5 separate regions of the Sus scrofa genome follow, and all the other regions are linked to region 1. A link is a contact called in public HiChIP or PLAC-seq and promoter capture Hi-C data. All regions are on one chromosome and are shown on one strand. Each heading gives the region's core, a stretch centred on a gene start, on an enhancer-like site or on the middle of the called end of the contact. The rest is flanking DNA. Distances are from core to core; before and after follow the strand shown. Region 1 holds the start of TNRC6B (trinucleotide repeat-containing gene 6B protein). Region 2 holds the start of CBX7 (chromobox protein homolog 7). Region 3 holds the start of SLC25A17 (peroxisomal membrane protein PMP34). Region 4 holds the start of MKL1 (MKL/myocardin-like protein 1). Region 5 overlaps MKL1 (MKL/myocardin-like protein 1).

The links. Promoter capture Hi-C pulls out the DNA fragments that hold promoters and counts their contacts. HiChIP or PLAC-seq counts read pairs in DNA pulled down with a chosen protein or histone mark.
Region 2: a promoter capture Hi-C map of liver shows a contact between it and region 1, with 4 times the contacts expected there. The contact joins the promoter of CBX7 here to the promoter of TNRC6B in region 1. A contact is called at or near these places in 1 of 5 promoter capture datasets (liver), 5 of 47 Hi-C or Micro-C datasets (embryonic fibroblasts, liver, omental adipose tissue and 2 more) and 1 of 2 datasets of contacts at active chromatin or transcription factors (skeletal muscle).
Region 3: a contact with region 1 is called in an H3K27ac HiChIP or PLAC-seq map of alveolar macrophages. The contact joins the promoter of SLC25A17 here to the promoter of TNRC6B in region 1. A contact is called at or near these places in 1 of 5 promoter capture datasets (liver) and 2 of 2 datasets of contacts at active chromatin or transcription factors (alveolar macrophages and skeletal muscle).
Region 4: a contact with region 1 is called in an H3K27ac HiChIP or PLAC-seq map of skeletal muscle, with 4 times the contacts expected there. The contact joins the promoter of MKL1 here to the promoter of TNRC6B in region 1. A contact is called at or near these places in 1 of 5 promoter capture datasets (skeletal muscle), 5 of 47 Hi-C or Micro-C datasets (embryonic fibroblasts, fetal skeletal muscle, mesenteric adipose tissue and 1 more) and 1 of 2 datasets of contacts at active chromatin or transcription factors (skeletal muscle).
Region 5: an H3K27ac HiChIP or PLAC-seq map of alveolar macrophages shows a contact between it and region 1. The contact joins the enhancer-like site here to the promoter of TNRC6B in region 1. A contact is called at or near these places in 2 of 5 promoter capture datasets (fetal liver and fetal skeletal muscle), 4 of 47 Hi-C or Micro-C datasets (brain, heart right ventricle, liver and 1 more) and 2 of 2 datasets of contacts at active chromatin or transcription factors (alveolar macrophages and skeletal muscle).

What each region holds. Positions count from the first base shown.
Region 1 is chr5:8,309,715-8,312,376 of Sscrofa11.1, reverse strand. It overlaps TNRC6B (trinucleotide repeat-containing gene 6B protein), which reads left to right and starts at 1,313. Exons shown (of 26, transcript XM_021092847.1): 1 at 1,313-1,339. The coding sequence starts at 1,328. LOC102162756 (a long non-coding RNA gene) reads right to left here and starts at 412. Exons shown (of 2, transcript XR_001305237.2): 1 at 186-412.
Region 2 is chr5:9,068,994-9,071,655 of Sscrofa11.1, reverse strand. It overlaps CBX7 (chromobox protein homolog 7), which reads right to left and starts at 1,344. Exons shown (of 6, transcript XM_013997510.2): 1 at 1,053-1,344. The coding sequence starts at 1,121.
Region 3 is chr5:7,621,335-7,623,996 of Sscrofa11.1, reverse strand. It overlaps SLC25A17 (peroxisomal membrane protein PMP34), which reads right to left and starts at 1,359. Exons shown (of 9, transcript XM_003126004.4): 1 at 1,164-1,359. The coding sequence starts at 1,217.
Region 4 is chr5:7,750,010-7,752,671 of Sscrofa11.1, reverse strand. MKL1 (MKL/myocardin-like protein 1) reads right to left here and starts at 1,322. Exons shown (of 16, transcript XM_021092835.1): 1 at 1,243-1,322. The coding sequence starts at 1,307. It also overlaps a transcript of MCHR1 not described here.
Region 5 is chr5:7,787,258-7,789,919 of Sscrofa11.1, reverse strand. All of the region lies in intron 2 of MKL1 (MKL/myocardin-like protein 1), which reads right to left. Among named protein-coding and RNA genes, the nearest start is that of MKL1, 37 kb to the right of the region's middle. Within about 2 kb of position 1,314, at least 7 of the 83 cell types and tissues checked have an H3K27ac peak or open chromatin away from gene starts, as enhancers often do. A contact at or near this core is called in alveolar macrophages, where this site is marked.

The sequences.
Region 1 (2,662 bases), core at 64-2,563:
CTGATGGGTACAATTCTAGGCTAAGGTAAAGGCACTAAAAGCGAAAAGAGCTAAGGCAATGGAGTCAAACAGACCTGGGACCAAATGCCGGTCTACTACTTCCCACCTAGGTGACCTTGGGCAAATATCCCAGCCGCTCTGGAGCCCTGGTTTCCTATCGGTAAAATTTAGAATATAAAACTCACGGGTTTAACCAATAGTCCCTGTAAAGATCTCTGCATAGTTGGCACAAAGTAGGCACGCAATAAATAGCAGTCGTTATTACAGTCAACTACAGGCCAAACGACCAGAGTCATCTAAACTCCCTAGCAAACAACCGTAGCAAAACGAATCCAGATCTGACCGACGCGCCTTTTAGCCCAATAAGGTACCAGGAAAGAACTCGGTGGAGACAAACCAATGGCACTAGCTCTTGTTGTTGGACGGGCTCTCTTGCCGTCCCACCAATAGTTTGAGGATTTGACCAGGGAGTGACATTCCAACAGTCCAATGACGTACAACCAGCCCACACTCAGCACTTCGGAGGGGATAAATCAAGGAGCCGGGACGTATAGATTCCGTTATTAGGCAGTAGTGGATAGAGAGAGGACCTTAGGGGAAACAGCGCGAGGCCGAGGCACTAATGAGCAAATAAAAGAAAAAAGGCGATGGTTGCGCCAAGTGAGCTCGGCCGCCATCATGCTCTAGTTTCCCCTTCGCCTCTCCCAGTCCGCAACGGAGGAAGCGGCCTCTGGGATGCTGAGGGGGTGTGTCCCCTAATGATTGGCGCAGGCAGCGTAGCCAATCCTAGCTCGTCAAACGGAACGCACTTAACCAATGAGGGGCGACGGCAGCGGCGAGGAATTGGAGGGGCGGAACAGCAGCTTGACGGGCATAGAAGGCAGCCAGTGACGGCCGGCAGCATCCTTCCTGCGGCCAATGGAATGGGGCTCTGGGCGGGCCCCCGAGTGTTTGTGTTGTGGTTTTGGGGGAGGGAGGCGGAGGGGAAAGTTTGTTTATTTTGTTTTTAGTTTCTGGGGTCCCCGTGTTTCTCGGAGGTGAAGCGGGAGGGAGTGACTCCCCCCCGAGCCCCTCAGTCTCCCTACTACGTCGCCTCCATAGCCTGCGGAGAAGCGGGGACCGCGCGCCTCGCAGCGCATCGCCTCACAGCGGAACGCCGCGCACTCGGAGCGGGCACGGCTCGGCGGTGAGTGAGGACCGACGGCCACTGCTGTCCTTCCCCTCCCCCGCTCACCGCCCAGTCAGAGTCGGGCGGCCGGGTGGGTGAGGACGCCCGCGGGAGCGCGCCGCGCGGGGCCGGCCTGTCAAGCTGAGGCGCAGCGTGTGCATGTCCTCGCGAGTGAGCGCGCGCGGCGGGGAGAGGGCCGGGAGGGGCGTGAGCGCGCGCGCGGGGCAGGCGGGGGCGGCGGCGTTGGGCGCGCGCTCCGTGGGGCGGGCGTCTGGTGGGTTTGACCCCAGGGCGGGGAGGGACGCGGTCGACGTCCGCGCGCGGGGAAGGGGCGCTGGGAATGGAAGGGCCGGGCGGGCGCGCACGCGCGGCTCTGGGCGTCACGCGCCGGCAGGTGTGAGCTGGGGGAGGGCTTCCGGGTGGGCTGGTCGATCGAGTTCGCTTCTCGTCGCCGGGGGACCTCGGGGCGGGGAGGGGTCCCGGTAGTGGCAAAGAGCCGAGGCCCGCGGAGGCGCGTCGGGGCCCCTGCCAGGCAGTGGCAGAGGGAGGCGGCAGGCCTCAGCCTCTCGGTCCCCACCTGTGTGCAAGACCTGCGTGACGGAGCGAATGCGTTCCCCTGCTCATCCCGGACCGGGGGATCCCGCCCCCATCCCTCACCCCAGAGCCCTGAGTGTGGCCACCTTCCAGAGGCGATTCACTCTCCACGGGGAAAGGAGGGGACTGGCAGAGGACGTTCAGCCCGAGGTGTTTTCTGCTGTCCCCTGGTCCTGCGCCCTGTGGCTTCAAACTAGCCGGTTTCCACAGTGGGCTTAAATACACTGTAGAGGCTGAAGACAGCCAGTAGCCTCTAGTCGGGCACTTTAAGGACCAACCTATCCTCATATCTTTGAGCACAGAATACTATCTGGGTCTTTTCAGGCTCCTTGCTTTCTCATGTATCTTTGTATCTTTTGGCTGTTTTATTACTTTTTAGCATCTGCGCTAGAGATTGAGTGAGAGATAAGGTGAATTTCAAGTTGCTCCTTTGTATTGCAGTATAAGCAGCATCATACAACAGAATTGGCCAGAGATGTTTCTCCATAGTAAGTGAATAAAATGTCATTAATTTTGCCCCCCCCCAGCAGTTAAGCAAACAAATGTTTTGATACCTCATATCTTGTATTTTGTGAAAGTTTAACAATAGAAGCTATTTACTTCTTACTTGCAGGGAATTTCAGTAGAATGATAGTTTCCTATTGATTTGGAGAAGCATCTTGGCTTTGAAACTTTGTTTATTCTTTTGGTGATGTTATGTAAATGTCTGTTAAAAAGCAGAACTTACAGCACCTTGGCACCTCTACAGTGTGCAGTATCCTTGTAGGTAGGTAGTGGAGATGTGAATGTAGTAGGTTGCTACGCTAAGGCTAGAATCCGGAGTACAAATCAGACCGGCTTGTTTCACGTGGGATGCAGTGATGATGATAATGATGGCTTTATAGTTTCTTAGTTCTTAAC
Region 2 (2,662 bases), core at 95-2,594, 760 kb before region 1:
AGCCCAAGATGCCAGGACTGGATTTTTTCTCTCCAAAGATGAGTTGGCAATCAGCCAATTGGAGCTCCTGGCTCTACTTTTATCTCTAACTTGCTGTGTGACCTTGACCAGGCTACTTCCCCAGCCCGGGCCTCAGTCTGTGCCTTGGTCAAATACAAGGAGATGAACTCTTTAAGACCTCTTCCTATCCTGCCGCTAGAATTTCCCAAGGGGCTGCGGAGAGGAGATAAGGCAAAAGGATGGTGGTGCGTGCTGGGGACAGGAACTTTCCTCAAACACTTCGTCCCCAGCCTCCAGTCTGGGGCCGGATCACTTTGCAAACGTGTGCACGGCCAAAGTCCAGCCCTGAGGCACAGGGACCAAACCCAGCGGAAGAGATGCCTCCTTAAATTGCAGGGTGTATGTTTTGGAGGCGAAGGCGAAGGGGGAGGAGCTTCGTGGATGCCCCAGCGCTGTAGGCAGCTTCTCGGAGCCCGGCTGGCCTGGCCGGGCGGGGCTGCGAGTTGGGGAGGGGAAGACGGGGGCGTGCACTGGCAGAGGGGAGAGACTCGGAGGTGAGGGTGTGGAAGGAATCGGAAAAGGTCGAAGTCCAGCAGTTAGACTTCAGAGACTAAGAGACGGCTTTTTCCAAAGCTCCGCCTCCAACTTCAAAGGACTTGGCACCAAGAGTCCAGAGTCCTGAGTTCGAGACCCCGATCTGCGTCGAACACACTAGGCAAGCCGTTTCTTCATTTGGGCCTCAGTTTCCCTATATTTAGAATGAGGGGAGGATGAGAAAGGATGACATTCAGGATCCCTACGGTCTGATCCTAATTTCTAGCTCTGGCGAGCTTATCTGCCCCCAGCATCCTGGGGTGACAACTTTTATACTACTAGCCCTACAAGGTAGCGGGGGAAACTGAGGCACGGGTTGGGGATGGGAGCCCGGCAGTGCGGAGCTGCCTGGGCACCCCTGCCCCACTTTCGCCGTCGCCTCCAGCTTGAAGGTGACAGTGCTGAGGACAAGAGGGGACCCCACAGGGGTCCTGGGAGCCGCCCCCGGGCAGCCTCACCTTCCGCACGCGCTTCTTCCGGATGCTCTCTACGGCGAACACCTGCTCGCCGATGGCTGACAGCTCCATGTGGGGCGGCGGGCGAGCGGGCCCGGGGCCTGGCCGGGCCGGGCCGGGGGCGGAGCTGCGGGGCCGCGTCTGCGGCGCGCGATGCTCGGGCCAGCGGGGACCCCGTCACCCTCGCCCGGGCGCGCACGCGCACGCGCACGCGCGCACACCCCCTCGCGCTCCCTCACGCCGCCGACGTTCCATTTTTGAACCTGCGCAACGTTTTCCTCGGCGCGCGCGAGCGAGCGAGCGAGCGCGCGGGGCGGGGGCGGGGGCGGGGCGGGGGCTCGGCTCGCGCTGGGCAGGTCACGCCCCTCCCTCCCTCCCTCCTTCCTGGCTCCGCCCCGCCCCGCCCCCACTGGAGCTCCGCCCCGCCCGACCTGCGGGCTCCGCGCCGCTCGCTGGAGCTGCGGGCTCGCGGGACTTATTTGGTGCAGTCGCTGCTCGGCTCCGAGCTCTTACTACCCGGACGCATTTCCTAAAATCCTCCCGGTGACTCTGAGGGGCCGGAAACGGCATGGCCCGGGTTGGGCAGATGAGGACACCGGCAGAGCGGGGAGACCATGTGCCCCACCTCGCACAAACGACAGGCGGGGTCGCGAAACGGACCCTTGGGGGGCAGGAGGGCGGGGACGGCCAAGGTTTCCCAATGCGTTGGGGCTTCTCCGCACGGTGGTCTTTCTAGATACCGGCTCCTGAGCGGCGTGATTTGGCCAGTCCTGAGCGGGCGCCCGCTTGTCCATTCTTCTGTCGGTCAGCGGGTCTGCCGGTGCTTGTGCTGAGGCTTCGGGATCCCACGCGGCGGCTACTTCGAGGCAATACTTGGCGACGGGTGCAGCCGCGACAGATCTAAGGTGCACAGTGGGACGGAATTTGGTGCCACGCAGCCACGAGTCCCCAGTCACATGCTTTTGGCTTTTGGCACATAAGTAGGTGTTCGACTGTTTCTGGAATGAATGCATCGGGAGGTCCCGAACGAACCGTTTATCCTCACCTCCCCTCTGTTTCCGCTACGGCGCCACCGTTCATCCTAGCTCGGAACCCTAGTCATCCTTGCCTCTCTGATTCCCAACTCCTGCTGCAATGACCCCAAGTCCCGCCTCTCTGATCTCCTCCCCTCCACACCCCATGTCCGTTCTCTGGGCAACCTTCTCACTGCCCACCCCTCCGAGCCGCCCGTGTCCACACAGTGCCAGAGGGTGCTTTCTGAAGTGCAGATCTGACGGAGTGCTCCGAGTGCTTAGAAACCTTCCGTGGCCCCCCTGTTGCCCTCTGTCTGGAAAAAACGCCTCTGTCTGGAAACAAAGAAATAGGTTTACACTGACTTTTTATCAGGAGCAGCGGAAGCCAGTGGGAAGGTGGTAGAATGATATATTCAGAGCCCTGACAGAAAATAAGCATCATCGTCGAAATTCAGTGAAATTTTATTTCAAAATTTAAGCACCCAGTGAAAACATCTTTCTAGAACAAAGTGTAATCATAACATTCATAGATACGAAAACCAAGACCTTGCCACCAGGAGACCCTCCCTAAAGGAAATTCCAACGGAGGAACTTCAGGCA
Region 3 (2,662 bases), core at 110-2,609, 690 kb after region 1:
GCTGTCTGTATTTCACACTCAGAGTGAAAAGTCTCACACCACTTGGTCCCCTGAAACCCACTTGCATCTTTGTTGTCTCCATTCCAGACACAGAGGTCTCCACGCCCATCCTAGAGCAGGTCAAGCAAGCCTCCACTGCAGAGCAAGACTTTACACTGGCTGGAAAGCTCTTCTAGTCTAATTGAATGAACCAAGACTTCCAAATCAGACACTTCCATGAACTACTGTGTCACCTAAATCACGTTAACAACTCTGTGAAGTAGGTGTCAATACCCCCCCTTTACAGATTCGGAAAGTGACATTTAAAGACCACCTATCCAACACATGATGGAGTTGCGGTTCAATTCCCATTATTATGCACAGAATCCTGAGCTCACAGTGCAGTTTGGGGGGACTAGGAGAGGACTCAGTAATGTTCTTCTGAAGTCCCAATGAGTCCAGGTGCACGTCGACAGCTAGAGAGGGATGTAAGGAAAGGCAGTCAGAGAAACAGGATAAGAACCAGGAGGGGAAATTACCCAAACCCAGAGTGTAAAGTTCCTAGGAAAAGGGAGTGGTGTCAAATGGAAGCGAGACATACAGAAGCCCAAGAACCAAGCATATTCCTCAGAGTAAACCACACCTGGGTAGAGGGGAACTTTGATCTTGATTTAATTAAAACAAAACAAAACAAAAAGAGGTATTTTTCTTCTGCCAAGAACAAGAGGTACCCCGACTAGGTTCTACCACTTGCCTGCAGCAAGATGTGTAATTAAGCATGTGATTAAGCAACACAGCTTTACACCAAGGCTCGCCTCTGGCCCAGTGAGACAAAGTCTGTGTGTGGAGTGGGGGAGGGAGAGGGGGAATGACTGCCCTTTATATTTCCGAAGTCAAAGAAAACTGCAATTACTTTCTCCCCGAGGGTGTGTGGGACCACCGCTGCCTACATCCCAGATATTCTCTAACTGGCCAGAGCGGTAGCCAGAGGCGGAGGGTAAGTGTCGGCCTTCACCCCAAATGCTTCTAGCAACACTTCACCTAAGCCCCATTCCTCTTCGCCCCAGTCAGGCCAAGAGACTCCACACGAACTCCTTCTCATCCCCATCCCCCAGTCACATCCCGGTCCGGCCCCAGAGAAGCCCCACACCCGCAATGGCCCGGACGTGAAGACCCCGCCTCACCACGGCTCCTGCCACGGCGTGGACCAGGTTTTCGTAGGACAGCACGGAAGCCATAGGTGCGGTTCCCGCAGACCTGGTCACAGTTCTCCAGCAGGAGCCACAGCCAGTCGAGAGAGGAAAGAAGCACTGGAGCCCCGAGAGGTAGCGTCAGAAACTCCACCCTCTCAAGCCCGCCTCCTCCAAAACAACTCCTTCCGGGTCACAGGGCGCCCAGTCTCCCGGCCAGAGGCTGGAGGGAAGGGAAGGCGGGCCTGAGGACGCCCCTTGGTTCTGATTGGCCCCCGAGGCTTGCGCCGGGCGGGGCAGTGCGTGCTGGCCCCACCACCCCTGTGGTTCCCTGGAGTTCCCAGGGCTTGGCCAGTCGTGCTTCACGTCAACTCCAACACAGGGGGCGACAGAAAACCTACGCAGCCTCCTTTTTCTCCACTTCTGTCCGTAAGACAAGCTGGAGACAAGAAAGATGGGGGATTCATTTTCCTGTTTTCTTCTCACTAGTGTTTTTAGTCACATTTTGGTCAAGCGGAAGTAAGTATTGCTTGGGCAGGTCTACCTCCTGGTAGGAAGAGAACTTGAGCTTCAGGGAATCAGATAATCATAAAGAGATGGGAACAAACTAGTTAGCAGCTAGGAAGATCATTTAACCTTTTGGTTTCCTTTGTGAAATGATAATTAAAATCGACTCTACCTGCTGTGAGGATTACAAATTATGTAGATATACTTTATAAAATGCAGAAGAAAAAACTTCTTTTGTGTTGAAAAGTGAAAAACCAAACTACACAGAACTAGAAAACCACACGCTACCACCCCTCACCGACATCATAGCATAATACACCATGCTTTAGAACTTCAACCTTACTTCTTCACTTGGGCACCATAGTTCAGCGTCTCTGCCAGCTTCAGGACCGGTTAGTTTACTTTTATAATCCTTGCTGATAATCCTCGAGTACTTACTACAGCCAGCCTCAATGTTTTCTGCCCTTTACATTTACTCCCAGCAGAGGGCCCTAAAGATGTTCACCTGCTTGTGTTTTCACAAAATTTGCAGAAAATATTTTAACCACCACTGGTTAGGATCCCTTTCCCTTTAAACTCCCTTTCATTTAGGGTGGTGACCACAGCTAAGTCAAAGACGAGCTGGGGACACGTATTTAGAAGTGCTTATTTGTATGTACTAATTTAAGTTGCCGCTAGATGTCCTGTTGTAGGAATCATTTCTACCACCCTCTAGAGTCATGACAGGAAGGCGCAGTGAAAGTCAAATGAAGATAGGATTCTGGCACTAGAACATAGAAGCTTGTCTGCTGAAAATTTGAGAACTCAGTTCTCATGAACTCCTAATTAAATTGAAAGCTCTCTCAAGAACAAACCGGATTATGTAGCATGCAGATTTATAAATATACTGTCTTTATGATGGTAATTGAACACGATTAATATTTTTTCTTTACTATCGCACCTGTGGTATGTGGACATTCCCAGGCCAGGGGTCTAATAGGAGCTGC
Region 4 (2,662 bases), core at 73-2,572, 560 kb after region 1:
ATATTTGTCGTGCTGGATGTTTGGTGGAGGACAGAGCAGGGAGCAGAAGGGAGCTGGGGGCGAAGGACATTCTGGGGCATTTTGAAAAAGAGCTTAGGAGGCAGACAAGCAAAGAAAAATCCAAGGGGCCATTGTGTGTAGACGTTGGAGAAGCATGGGACACTTTGTAGCAATGCTAAGCCACTGAAATATGACACGGGGAGAAATAGGAGGTGGTGGAGGCAGAGGCCTGACAGGTGGGTAGAGGCCAGATCATGAAGCGTCCTGGGTACCCTAATAAAAAACTGGGGTTTAAAGCTCTTCTGAAAAAGAACTGGCTTCTCGGAGTTCATGAGGATGTGGGTTTGACTCTTGGCCTTGCTCAGTGGGTTAAGGATCTGGCGTTGCCGTGAGCCTCAGTGTAGGCTGCAGATGCAGCTCAGATCCCAAGTTGCTATGGCTGTGGTGTAGGCCAGCAGCTGTAGCTCCGATTCGACCCCTAGCCTGGGAATCTCCATATGCTGTGGGTGCGGCCCTAAAAAGCAGAAAAAAAAAAAAAAAAAAAAAAAAGAGAGCTGGGTTTTCATTCCAGCCCCACCTCAAAGCTTTCTGCAAACATTTACCCACCATCAGAGGGTGAGCCAGCCTTGTTCAGCTGGGTGAGATCAGAGCCCAGATGCTGCAGAACTGAAGTGGGTGAGAGGCAACCAGCAGGCAAATGGCCAGAGAGGGAAGGCTGGAGAGGGGCTGTCTGCAAGGGCTGAAAACACAGTGGCTGGCACCAATTTGAAAGGTAAGTCCTTTTCTCTATGTAGGCATTTCAGAAGCCGAAAGAAAGAGAGTCATCAGAAGGGGGCCCAAACCAACTATAACAGAAAAAATAAAAATCATTATTTAAAAAGAAAAAAAAAAAAAAAAAAAAGGGAGTGCCATGGAGAGGAATGAACTCAGAATTTGGAATCAGAAGAGCAGAAGGCCTAGGCGTGGGGTGCAGCACCGCCAGCTGGACGGCCCTGAGAGTCACCCAACTCTAGGAACCTCCGTATCTACATCTGCGCTGTGGATCTTATCTGTTCCACGGGGTCAGCTAAGAAAAGGCATGTGTGTAAAAAAAGCCTGTGCAAATGTTAGTTACTCTCATTTTGCCAGCACCCCCACCTCCCCGCCCCAACACATACAAAAAAAGCCTGCAGCAAGGAGAATCCCAAGGCAGGCTCATTTTACTCTGGTTACCATTTGGCACAGAGCAGGTCGGGGACTTACTGGATGACACAGCAAGTCAGCAGCAGAGCCAAGCTGTAAATCCACCCAAGTACTGAGTCCAACATTGTCAGCAGAATCAGCTGAAGCCCAACTTGACACCACAGTTCAGATGTCGAAGGTGTTCCTAGGAAGTCCCTTTCAGCAAAGAGTGTTCAAAGTTGTTCCCAAAGGGCAGTCCTAATATCCTCCAAATGTGGGCAAGCTGTAGCTGGACGAGGCTCCCAGGAGGCTGGGCGAGGAGGGAGAGACTAGATACTTGCCCTGAAAACGGAGAAGAGACTGTGCCTTCCTCAAGGCTTCCTGTGGTTACAGCCCTCCCACCCTCACCCGCTTTTTCAAAACAGATTTATTGAGATGTAATTCATATACCATAAAACACATCTTTTGAAAGGTATGATTCAATGGTTTTTCGTATATTCACGGAGTGGTGCAACCATCACCACAGTAAATTTTAGAACATTTTCATCACCCCATGGAAGAACTCCTAGTCATCAGCAGTCATTTCCTTCCCCCACCCCACCTTTCGCCCAGCCCTAGGCATTCACTAACCTACTTTATAGCTCCAAAGATTTGCCTACATGGGGCATCTCATAAAGATAGAATCATAAGCCATATAGTCTTTGTGATCGGCTTCTTTCACTTAGTGTAGCGATTTCAAGGTTCAATCATGTTGTAGCAAGTATCAGTACTTCATTCTTTTTCATGGCTGAATAATATTCTATTGTGTGATTATACTACATTTTATTTTTCCATTCAGTTTATGGACCTTTGGGTTGTTTCTACTTTTTGGTTATCATGACTAATGCTGCTATGAACATTTGTGCACAGGTTTTGGATTTTTTTTGCCACACTCATGGCATGCAAAAGCTCCCAGGCCAGGGATTGAACCTGTGCCACAGCAGTGACCTGAGCCACAGCAGTGACAATACAAGATCCATAACCCACTAGGCCACCAGGGAACTCCTGTGTACAGGTTTTTGTGTGGACATGTTTTTATTTTTGTTTTTCAAAAACAGGCCAGTTTTATTTATACACAGAACAGGGTACTTACAACCCCAGAGGTGGATATGTACATAGCGATACAGGAGGCCTGTGCGGCACGGTGGGCTCTGTATAAATTAAGATCATAAATATGAGGGGAAGCCCCACCCAATGCCTGCACAAAGCTTTTCACCAAGACTCCAGGGATCCTTCCTGCAGTGGTCTACACTGACAGGACCGTGGGCCTGGAGGGACAGCCGTCCAGCCACAGGGCGGTTGCAGGCGGGGAACAGTCCCAAGTGCAGCAACGAAAACACCACAACGTGCAGGGGGCTCCGCCCTGAACCACTCAGGCTGAGCTTCATGCAACGCTCCGGGCTTATTCCTCTCTCTCCAACGCACTAGACTCAGAAACAGTGTTACGGAAACAGTGTTGCTC
Region 5 (2,662 bases), core at 65-2,564, 520 kb after region 1:
ATGCTGCAGTTGCCTAGCCAGCGTCCCCCCCACCCCCGCCACCCCAAATCAGATAAAGAATAAATCCTTGTAATAAGTCCCTTAATCTCCTACTTGTTCTGTTTCTCTGATTGAACCCTGACTGATAAAGATTTTGGTATCTTGAAGTGGGATTGCTGCTATAACATATTCTTTTAAACATGGAAATGGCTTTGAAATTAGATAACGAGTAGAGGCTGGAAGAATTCTGAGACGCAGGAATGGATAAGCAATGAGGTCCTGCTGTGTAGCACTGGGAACTATGTCTAGTCACTTATGATGGAACATGATAATGTGAGAAAAAAGAATCTATACATGTATGTGTAACTGGGTCACCTTGCTGTACAGGAGAAAACTGACAGAACACTGTAAACCAGCTATAATGAAAAAAATAAAAATCATTATATACTTTAAAAAAATAATTCGGAGAAGCATAATTTCAAAAGCCTAGACTGCCTTCAACAAACTGTTGGTAGAAATAGAGACCCTGAAGGCGATTCTGGTGAGAACTCAGAGGGAAGTGAGAAGCACAACACAGAAAGCCTATACTGTTTTAGAGACTATAAATGTCATCAAAAACAGAAGGCTCGTAAAAAACACGAACACTAAAGGTGCTTCTGGTAAGGTCTCAGAAGAAAATGAGGAATGTTATTAGGAACTGGAGGAAAGGAGTTCCCCTTGTGGCTCAGTGGTTAACGAATCCAACTAGGAATGATGAGGTTGCAGGTTCGATCCCTGGCCTTGCTCAGTGGGTTGAGGATCCGGCATTGCCATGAGCCGTGGTGTAGACTGCAGACTCGGCTCAGATCCTGCATAGCTGTGGCTCTGATGTAGGCCAGTGGCTATAGCTCCAATTAGACCCCTAGCCTGGGAACCTCCATGTGCCGCGGGAGTGGCACTAGAAAGGGCAAAAAGACAAAAAAAAAAAAAAAAAGGAACTGGAGCAAAAGGGATCCTTTTCAGACAATGGCAAAAAAAAAAACTTAGCTGAATTTCGTCCTACAGTTGTGTGAAAAGCAGAACTTGGATATTTAGCTAAGGGGATTTTCAAGCAGCAAGTTGAAGGTGCAGGCTGGTTTCTTCTGGTTGCTTACAGCAAAATGCAAGAGGAAAGAAAAATTGATGGGCTAAATGTCAAACAAAGGAAACTAGTATGTGATGATTTGAGAAATTCTCAGCTTATCTAGACCACAAAAAATGCTAAAATTAGGAGACGCTAGTAAGAAAGCACTGCTGTGGCGAGGAAAGCCAAGAGTGTGGCTGGACAACATTTTACTCCTGCTGAAAGATCACACATGTAACTCAGGGGCCCTCAACCAACCGTCTAAGCGGAAGCTAGGAAGAGACAGGCGATTATCCAGGGAAGATCTACGGAGGAGCCTCCTGTCTAATGACAAGAACCCCTTTCCATCTGGCGGCAGCCATCATGTAAGCCGAGATGGGCGCCTACGCGTACCTCCAGGAGCTATGGAGGAAGAGGCTTTCTCCTCCAGTGCACTGCCGGCAGTCCCACCAGCCCTCAGCGTCTCACAGGGCCCCCCACCTCAACTGGCCTGATAAGGCTCGCAGGCTGGGTACAAGGCCAGGTAAGGTCATCAGATTCATGTGCCACCATGGCAAGCCTAAGGGTGCCACCATGGCAAGCCTGTCCACCCCATGGTGTCAACCAGCTGAAGTCTGCCCGAAGCCTTGAGTCTACTGCCGAGGTCCTAAATTCTTACTGAGTTGGTGAAGCTTCTATGTACAAATTCTCTGAGGTTATCCTCATTGATCCATTCCATAAAGCTATGAGAAGAAATCCTGACACCCAATGGAGCATCAAACCAGTCTACAAGCACAGGGAGATGCGAGGGCTGACTTGCTGGCAGAAAGAGCTGTGGCCTCGAGAAGGGCCTCAAGTTCCACCACACTACTTGTGGTTCTCGCCACACAGCTTGAAGAAGATGCAATAGTCTCCTACTTCACCGATACTGCTGATACAAGTACTGTTTATAAAATTCTTACCTAGTGGATAAGCAATGAGATCCTACTGTATAGCACAGGGAACTGTATCCACTCACTTGTGATGGAACATGATAGAGGATAATGTGAAAAAAAGAATATATATAGATATGTATGACTGGGTCACTTAGCTGTATGGTAGAAATTGACAGAACACTGTAAATCAGCTATAATGGAAAAAATAAAAATCATAAAATCATAAAAATTCTTACCTAATAAACAATATAGGACATTCATGTCTGCTTAAAAAAAAAAAAAAATCCCTGAGACATACATACATAGGAGACTCAAAAGGTTTCTGAGACTCTTACATAAGCAGAAACACGCCAGCCAGCTTGGCCTGAAAGGGACAGAAAGAAAACAAAGCAAAGGAAGCCTGTTGGACTACCAAAATTCTACAGGCAATTTAACTACTAATAAAACCACACAGCAACCACGTGCTACCCTTCAAGAAAAAGTGAAGATAATTCCAGGAACAGTCTTGGGTCCCGAAGCCAGAGTCCCAGAGGGTGGCATCTCTAGCTACAGAGGATTACTCCTAGGCTTTGCAACCTAAGAGATTTTCTGCTGAATTTTAAAATCGGTGGGACCAGTGACACACTTATTCCTTGCATTTTCTCCTTTTTGGAATGGGAATGTCTAA